Regions from separate parts of the Cricetulus griseus genome. Here region 2 is linked to region 1. The links are chromatin contacts, called in public Micro-C maps. All regions are on one chromosome and are shown on one strand. The core of a region is the stretch at or near the end of the contact, and the rest is flanking DNA. Distances in the headings are between cores, read along the strand shown. Region 1 overlaps Krt80 (keratin, type II cytoskeletal 80). Region 2 has its middle 18 kb from the start of Krt80.

Region 1 (3,982 bases), core at 1,387-3,886:
TAAATGTTCAGAGTCAGGCATGGTAGGGCACACCTCTAATCCCAACACTCAGAAGAGACAGGCAGGAATAGCAAAGGTTCAAGGCCCTCTTCTACACAGTGGGTTCCAGGCCAGAAAGGGTTGCATGAGAGCTGTCTCAAAAAGAAAAAGAAACACACAGTCAAAAGGTTTAAAATCTGAAGCACGTTTTTCACTCACAATGGCTCATCTCAGGCAGATGTGTCACATCCCACATGCTCCAAGGCCAGTGATAATGAGTGGCTCCCTTCCTGGACAGAGCAGGCCTGAGCAAAGGAAGGTATAAGCCACACAGCTTCCTCTCACGACAAGAGAGCACAGTGGATTGTGGCTAGCCCACAGAGGACTGGACACTTGAATTTCAACTGTGGGTCCGATCAGAAAAGCCTAGAAGTATAGATCTATATCCTATTGATGTCCCAGCAAAAAGGGAGTCCCCTCCCCTCTCCAGCATCAGGAAACACATAGCTAGATGCCTACAAGCCCCTTCCCACATGGTTGGATGGTTCCCACTGACTAGATCTACAGTCTGCATGGAACGTGCATGCATCCAGCCTGAACATTGACTGCCACACCCAGAAGCCCTGCTCAGAGTGCTCATGAAAACTCTGTGGATTTGGGTAACAATCAATGAGTACAGATTTTAGAGCAGCCCAGATTTAACATCTGGCTCGGTAACTCTGGGAACCAGAGCAGGTTGTTTCAATCTCCCTGTCTATAAAATATAAAGAAGAATACTGCACTGTGCTGGCCTCTGAGTGTGTGTGTGTGTGTGTGTGTGTGTGTGTGTGTGTGTGTGTGTGTGTGTGTGTGTGTGTGTGTGCATGCATGCACGTCGTTGTATGACTATGGAGGTTAGATGATAACCTCTGGGAGAAACCTCACCTTTCACCTTGTTAAGACAGGCTCTCCACTTTGTTGTTCAAAGCTGAGTATGATGGTCTAGCTGGCCCTCCATCATCCAGTGACACTTTTGTCTCTGTCTCCCATCCCTTAGCAGCAGGAGGACTAGGTGTCCAGCTTTACATGGGTTCTGGAGATTTGAACTCAAGTCCCTGTGCTTGCCTAGCAAGTGCTTTGCTCACTTAGCTGCCTCCCCAGCCCTGAAATTAGTTCCTAATAGACCTTAAACCACTTAGGATAATGTCTGCCATGAAGTAAACATTTAAAAAGCGTTAGCTGTTCTTAGTTCTGACTTTGCACTCACTTTACAGATGGAGCCTCAAATGGGTTTTAAAACTTGATCAGAGTTATCTAAGGAATCCAAGGTGGTGGCATACAGAATACAGTGCCTTTAAGAGCAACTTTACCAAGCAACTCCCATCACCCCCATGGAGAATACTGTAAGGTAGATAGACACACAGCAGCCTCCTCCAACTCCAGCTCCCTAGGGAAACTCCAAACTGTACTATGGTGCAATTCTTGCCAACTTGGGGTGTCAGGGGCCCACCCCAAGGTGGCACCTCACCACACAAGTGAGCTTTGTTATACCCTCGTTCCTGGAGGAGCCAGCATGTCTGGACAGGCATGCAGTTGTTCTGAACACCACTTCCTGCTTCTGTTTATCTCACTCCTGCCTCTCCGGCTTCTTTGTAGCAAGGGTCTGATGTGGTGCATCCATGTTGGCTATCCTGTCCTTTGTGGCATCTTCTGGCCATATCTCTGGGCTTTCCTGGGCCAGATGCCAACTTAGACCTGGCCTGGGCGGTACGGGGCTCAATCCCGGATCCGTATTCACTGATTTCCACAGACTGACCAGAAGGGGATCCCCAGAACCACATCTCTAAAACTGCCCTAGCAGGTGCCCATTTACAGTGTGCAATGTTGGTGTGTCTGTGGTGACCACTGGCCTGATTCCAGTCAGGGCTCCAGGCTGCCTTTGCCCAGAGACTTACAGTCAGTTCACCTGAAGATCAATCAAAGATACCCACAGCTACTAGTCCCTGAGTTTGGTCCTGCCAGCTCGAGAGGGCCTCCGGAATGCTTGCAGCACCCGAGCTTCCTTTTCTAAGAATTGCTAGTGGGCGACGCTGCAGACAAGCAAATGAGAAAGGCTTCCTCTGCTGTCCATAAGGTCCATCTGAATCTTCACGATCAAGTACAAGCCACTAGAAAGAAGTTCCAGCCCCTACCAGGGGCTCCACACAACCTCTCTAGACATAAAGATGAATGGGGGAGGGGTGTCCCAAAAGTGATGTACCACGGCCAGGGTGAGTGGCCATGAGTGAACCAGCTGAACTAGGACCTAAGCAAGCTTCTAGATCCAAGTGCCAGCTCACTGAAGCCTGGGACAAACTGAAGGCTATGTTGCACATCAGCACAGGAAAAAATTCAGACCCTGGGGGACTATGCATTTTAATAAGAAAAACGTTAAAGAAAAAAATGGAGTGGACAACTGAAGACTTCTAGTGGTACGCATCCCCTCACCCGGTTTGGATCCTGTCTCTGGAGTTTCAAAAGGGAATGAGGCTGTCAGCAGCCAGAAACACGGGCAGGAGAGTGGTGATGAAAACAGAGACAGGGGTCTGCGAATGCCAGAGGAGATGACGGTCCAGGCCCTACAGCCACAGAGTGAGCCACAGCCACCTCTCCCTGGCTCCCTGCCTGTCCCTCTGTGGCCTGCTGACTCATCTCTCTCTGAGGAGTGCTGGCAGCCACACTCACAGTCTGCTCCTCCTCCCACCCGAGGCCCCACAAAGCCTGGATTATTGTTTAGCACCTCCAGAGGAAGCAGCCCAGGCTTGTGGCAACACTTTGCAGCCCCTGAGAGACCCTTGTTACCACTTGTCTCTCTATTTAGCCCTAAGCCTTCCCACAGGAAAATCAGCTAGGACAGTGGAAAGTCAGCCTGGTGCTACAAACACAGCTAGACTTCTTAGTTCCTCGGTGCTCCAAGGTGACACAGAGCACAGTTAGGTAGATCCCTGCTCCTGCTGAGGGTGCCTCTGCCACCCCCTATGATCAGGGAAGGATAAACTATGGGGACAAGCACACTAGATTGTACTGTGACAAGCACACCATGCTACACTGTCAGGCCTGGAGTGCGAGGGAGGGACTGACTACTGTCAGTGGGTCCTGGAGACAGATGACTCTGATAGCAGAGTTGCATCTGAATCCAGAGCTTTTCAAACCCATTTTCCCAAGGATTCACCAGCCTCTAGCCCCACCCTGGATAGCATCATTCTCCATTCTCTCTGGTCCCATCCAGTGAATGTGTATGTCCCATCAAGGGCCCACAGCTCAAGGTGACCCTGCCAGGCTCTTGGGGCTCTCTATCCAATAGGGAAGCAGAGGCCAAGATACAGTGGAGGGGCTTGCCCCCCACTCCACCTCAACACCAGCCAGGAGTAGAGGTCCCAGCCTGGGTATCAAAGTCAGAGAGGGCAGTAAGCACCACCTAACTTCCTGGGAATTCGCAGCTGGGAGCATAGTCTCCACCTCCTGAGGGGACAAAGGGACTGTGGGTAGCTGACAGACCTTAAGTCCTCCCCCACTAACCCTGAGCCTCTCACTTAATGTGCTGCAGGAGCTGAAAGACCTTACCGCCCAAGTGAAGGATGTGTCGGTGACCGTGGGCCTGGACAGCCGCTGCCACATTGACCTGAGTGGCATTGTGGAGGAGGTGAAGGCCCAGTATGATGCCATTGCTGCTCGAAGCCTGGAGGAGGCTGAGGCCTATTCACGGAGCCAGGTTAGGAACTGACTATGTAGGGAGAGACAGGAAGGACTAGAAAGGAGTTGGCTGAGGCCTTGTGGCTCTGGGAGTAGTGGGGAGCACATGCAGGGAGGATTGCAGCCTTCAGCCCACAGGCAGCATGGAAAATGTGAGAGCCAGAAACCTGCAGGGCTCCAGGGACAGCAGGCAGGGGGTGCTTCCCTGAGGGTCACAGTATTACCATCATACCAGCCAGGTGTGGGTATAGCTTACCCAGGGCAGCCAGGAGGAAGCCACCAGGGGAACACA
Region 2 (4,120 bases), core at 237-2,736, 34 kb before region 1:
AGATCACAGTGTCACACCCAGAAAGCTAAGACAGAAAGATCGATAGTTCAAGGCCAGCCTGGGCTACATAGTGAGCCCCACCACCCACCACCCACCCCACCTCAGACATACAAGGATGGTAAAGAACTAAATGTCTGTCAAGGTGTATCTGTGTCTGTGAGCTGCTATCCACAGGCCTGAGCAAATTCAACATCATGCCTCCCCATGTGTCTGCTACCTCCCAGTGCCTGTCAAGGGCCAATCCATAGAGGATATCCAGTGGATGAATATTTCTCCGTGGGCTGATTTGTCTTTTGTTTTGTTGGGGAAGGAAGCTTCTGAAGTTTCCATTTGTTTGTGTGTGGTTTTTGTTGTTGTTGTTGTTGTTGTTTTAGACTGAGACCAGACCAGCCTCAAACCCTATATGTAGCCTATATGGGCTTCAAACTCCTGCCTTGGCCTGTCCAGTGCTATGACTGCAGTAACGAATCACTCCCACCATCTTGTTTTTCTAATGGTTTTGTTCTATTCTGGTCTGCTGTTTTGTTTTGTTCTGTTTTTGTTGTTGTTGTTTTCAAGACAGGGTCTCACTGTATAATCCGAGCTGGCCTGGAGCTCACAGTCCTCCTGCGTTAGCCCCAGAGTCCCGGATTACAGGCGTGAGCCACCACACCCTGCCTGTACGTTCCTGTGTAGGCGTGTGCTCAGTGCTTTTGTCTGCATGCCTGGAAGGCAAAGGGAGGCCTGTCACCATCCCTCATCCTACCTTGTTCAGCCTACACAGGCCTCTCCAAGACACTTGATAGAAGAAGTAGGATCATTCACTCTGTGGATGTCCGAAAAGACAAGGCTGGATAACACTGGAAGAACTGACCAGCTCTTGGCCTCATACAAACCATGGCTCCTAGGATGAGAAGCCATGCACTAAAGAGATATAGAAGAGAGGCTAAAACAGCAGGCACTGCTGGGTACAGAGACTGGGCCACCAGCCCCCCTCAGGCACTGTCCATTGTACTGAACAGGCCTGGTTTACTGCAATGACTTACTCCCTATCAGAGGGGAGTGATTAGAAGAAATGGTTAACAGGAATGCCCTCCCTACAAATGTTCACCAAACCCAGGGATATGCATCTGGGTCCTGATGGGATGTACTAACCTAGATAAAGGATGGAGCACTAGGGGAACGAGGCAAGGGTGCCCCAGGACAAGTCCTGGAACTCTGATGCCAGTGAGAGAGGGTCTTCAGGCTGAACCAGCCCAGGGATAAAACAGCAGCTGTCACAGGGAAGCCTTTGGGATTGTAAAGCCTTTTGCCAGCTCTTCTGTCTGAAAACCATGTGCATATCACAGAGCCTGTGTCAGTCCATCCTGAACCCTCACTAATGGGGTACTCAGGGATCCAGGAACTGGCAATGGGCATCACGATATGACGACAGCCAGGCATGTATCTGTTCCAGCCTGGGTCTAGCATCTGACCCAAGTGTGACCTCCCTCCTCCCTAACTTGAGCTGACTCATGCTTCCAGAATGGGAGCCTGGGTGTTCTGGCTACCCAGCCACAACTGACTCACATCTCATCTCAGGGATGCTGGGGAAAGGGTTTGTGGCAACTGCCAGCTCTCAAGAAAGACCCACTTATCACTTCCTGAAAACTTCCTATGTGCCACACACCAGGCACGTGGCCACGTTTCCCATGGATAATGACCCTAGGGAGGTGAGTGGAAGATGGGAGGCATCTTCCCTTTTTTAGAAAAAAAAGGAAAGTGAAGACCAAAGAGGACCACCTACAGAAAGCCCACTCAGCTCTCCTGAAGAAGCCAGGCCTAGCTGCAGAATTGGGCATCTGGCAGCAGACTTCATGATAAGATTCTTGTAGCCCCAGCTCAGCCACTGGGTGGGGCTAGCATAGTCCAAAGCACAGGCTGCACCCAGAAGGTGCTTCACAGGGAAGTGTCCTTGCATTCCTTGGCCCCAGCCCTGCTGGGGTGGTGGGTGGGTGGGTGGGAGAGGCGTGGGGGCAACCTAGCTCTTCTCATTCCTGTGGTTTTAGGTGGCCACTGAGTCAGAATTAAGTGACTGGGGACTCGTGATGTCCTAAGCCAATCTGGCATTTCTTTAAAAGCTTAAAAATATCTAAGTGCTTACCACTTCATCAGCCCTGCCCCAGAACCAGAAAGGCACACACTGCTTCCCCTAACCCTCCTCACAGCCTTCAAGTGTCCTCAGGGCAACAAAGGCCTTCTTAGGGGCTTATCTCACTCACGAGCATTGTGAAAACACAGGTGTGCACATCTGCCTAACTCAGGCAAGCAGCTAGGCCCTCACAGGTATGTGCCACAGGCACCCAGTACAAGCCCTCACTATCCTCAGCCCTCGGGTACCCATGGGTCTCCAAGTTGCTCCAGTGCCCCTAAGTCCCCAGGCTACAGTCAGACACAGAAGCCTAGGGTGAATTCCAGCAGGAAACACTCAGATCACACACACACACACACACACACACACACACACACACACACACACACACCAGACACGTGCAAGCCCAAGGGTTCACACACTAGTGCATACTGCAAGCCACACATGCCATTTGAGACCTTCAGAATTCTGGAGTTAGAATAGAAGCAGGAAGGGGGCCCAGCTGCCCAGAAGTTGCAATCCCCAACCTCACCTCTAGGAGTCACTGTCAAGTTCTCTGCCCTAGGCCTGGACTCTCTAAGACAGGAAGGATGAAGGCAACCTGAGGAACTCCCCCTCAACCCTACCAGAGAACCAGGTGGGCAGCAGGTGGCACCACTTGGCTGAAGATTAGGACCCAGCCATCCTTGAGGCAGCAGGAGAAGGACATGCTGGTAACCTGGATGCCTGCAGGATATGGGATAATCGCCTACCCCGGCAGGCAGCTTGAACTCAGGGAGACTGAAACCCAGGAGGAGATGAAAGAACTGGAGGAGGCAGGAAAGGGAAGAAGAGAACGTTCAAAGATGGCTGGGAAAGAGAGATGAGAAAGAAGCTGGAGAGGAGTGGTGGTGAGGGGGTGAAGAGAAAGGTGAAGAGAAGGACTAGACAGACACAGAGCAAGGCAGAAAATCAGGGGAAAGGGAGCACGTAGGCATACATCACCATCAGCCATAGCCCCTTGTCCTGCCAACCCATCCCCCAGTCAGTACAGACAGAGCCTGCCCATGCTTCCCCGGCCCCTCCTTTCTCCAGACCAAAGCCTGGATTGGAGGATGCTGCAGGCAAGCAGAGTTCACCACCTTACATGCGAGCAGGGTGTGGGGAACCTGTAATAGAACCTGCTAGAGCTGGAACTCAGAAGCAGGGACCCCACAGCATGCACAGGGGAAGGCTAGTTTTCTCCTTCTCTAGGGCTGGCAGAACCCCCTCCAGTGACCTCTGCTGGCTAAAATGTTCCAGACCAAAGGGGTTAAACTACCTCAGCCCCTTAGTTTAAGTTAGCCATCAGCCTACTACTCAGACAGGAACTACTTCCAGTAAGCCCTGAGTGACAGGCAAAGGTGGCCCAGAAGAGGCAGAGGCCTCTGAGTGGTACTGGAGGGTAATTGCCTGCCTGTATACCCCCATCCAGAGGTGAAAAGAGAGTAAGAAGCCTGAGACAGGTCCAAACGTCTTTGTTGGCTAAACTCCTGTCTTGGTGTGTGTGAAGACAAAGCTGGATAACAGTGAGAAGCCACAGAGCCTACACAGAAAGTGAGGCCCATCATTAGGCTTAAGCAGTGACCCTGTCTTCCTTGTCCTTTCTATCCTAGGGCCCAGGGAGGGTCTGAGAGACCTCCTGGTGTGAAGAGAGAAGCTGTGGGACAGGCTTGTTTGTCATGGCTTCATTCCTACAATTCCCTGTCCCTCCAGCACCCAAGCACTCCCAGAGGTTGGGAGAGGCAGCACTGTGAGACAGATCAGTCCTAAAAAGGAGTTGCTGAGGGAGCAACTGAGCCCATTTGGCCCCTGTGCCTCAGTGTCCCCCTCTATCAGAATCACTGGTACCAAAGCCTCCATCCTATGCAAGTAGGCAGGCCTCACTCTCCTCACTCCACCCCCACACACACACACACCTCATCACTACTCCTTGGTAAAACCAGAAGACAAAATATCAGACTTCTCCATAGTACTGCAGCCCACAGCTGG

Evidence for each region. Hi-C and Micro-C count contacts between places; a contact is called where the count stands out from the background.
Region 2: a Micro-C map of the CHO-K1 cell line shows a contact between it and region 1, with 2.3 times the contacts expected there. The contact joins two enhancer-like sites. A contact is called at or near these places in 3 of 8 Hi-C or Micro-C datasets (the CHL-YN cell line, the CHO-K1 cell line and fibroblasts).

The regions. Positions count from the first base shown.
Region 1 is chr2:397,790,340-397,794,321 of CriGri-PICRH-1.0, reverse strand. It overlaps Krt80 (keratin, type II cytoskeletal 80), which reads left to right. Exons shown (of 9, transcript XM_035440896.1): 5 at 3,545-3,709. Among named protein-coding and RNA genes, the nearest start is that of Krt80, 15 kb to the left of the region's middle. Within about 2 kb of position 2,636, at least 4 of the 6 cell types and tissues checked have open chromatin away from gene starts, as enhancers often do. A contact at or near this core is called in the CHO-K1 cell line and fibroblasts, where this site is marked.
Region 2 is chr2:397,822,812-397,826,931 of CriGri-PICRH-1.0, reverse strand. No RefSeq gene overlaps it. Among named protein-coding and RNA genes, the nearest start is that of Krt80, 18 kb to the right of the region's middle. Within about 2 kb of position 1,486, at least 3 of the 6 cell types and tissues checked have open chromatin away from gene starts, as enhancers often do. A contact at or near this core is called in the CHO-K1 cell line and fibroblasts, where this site is marked.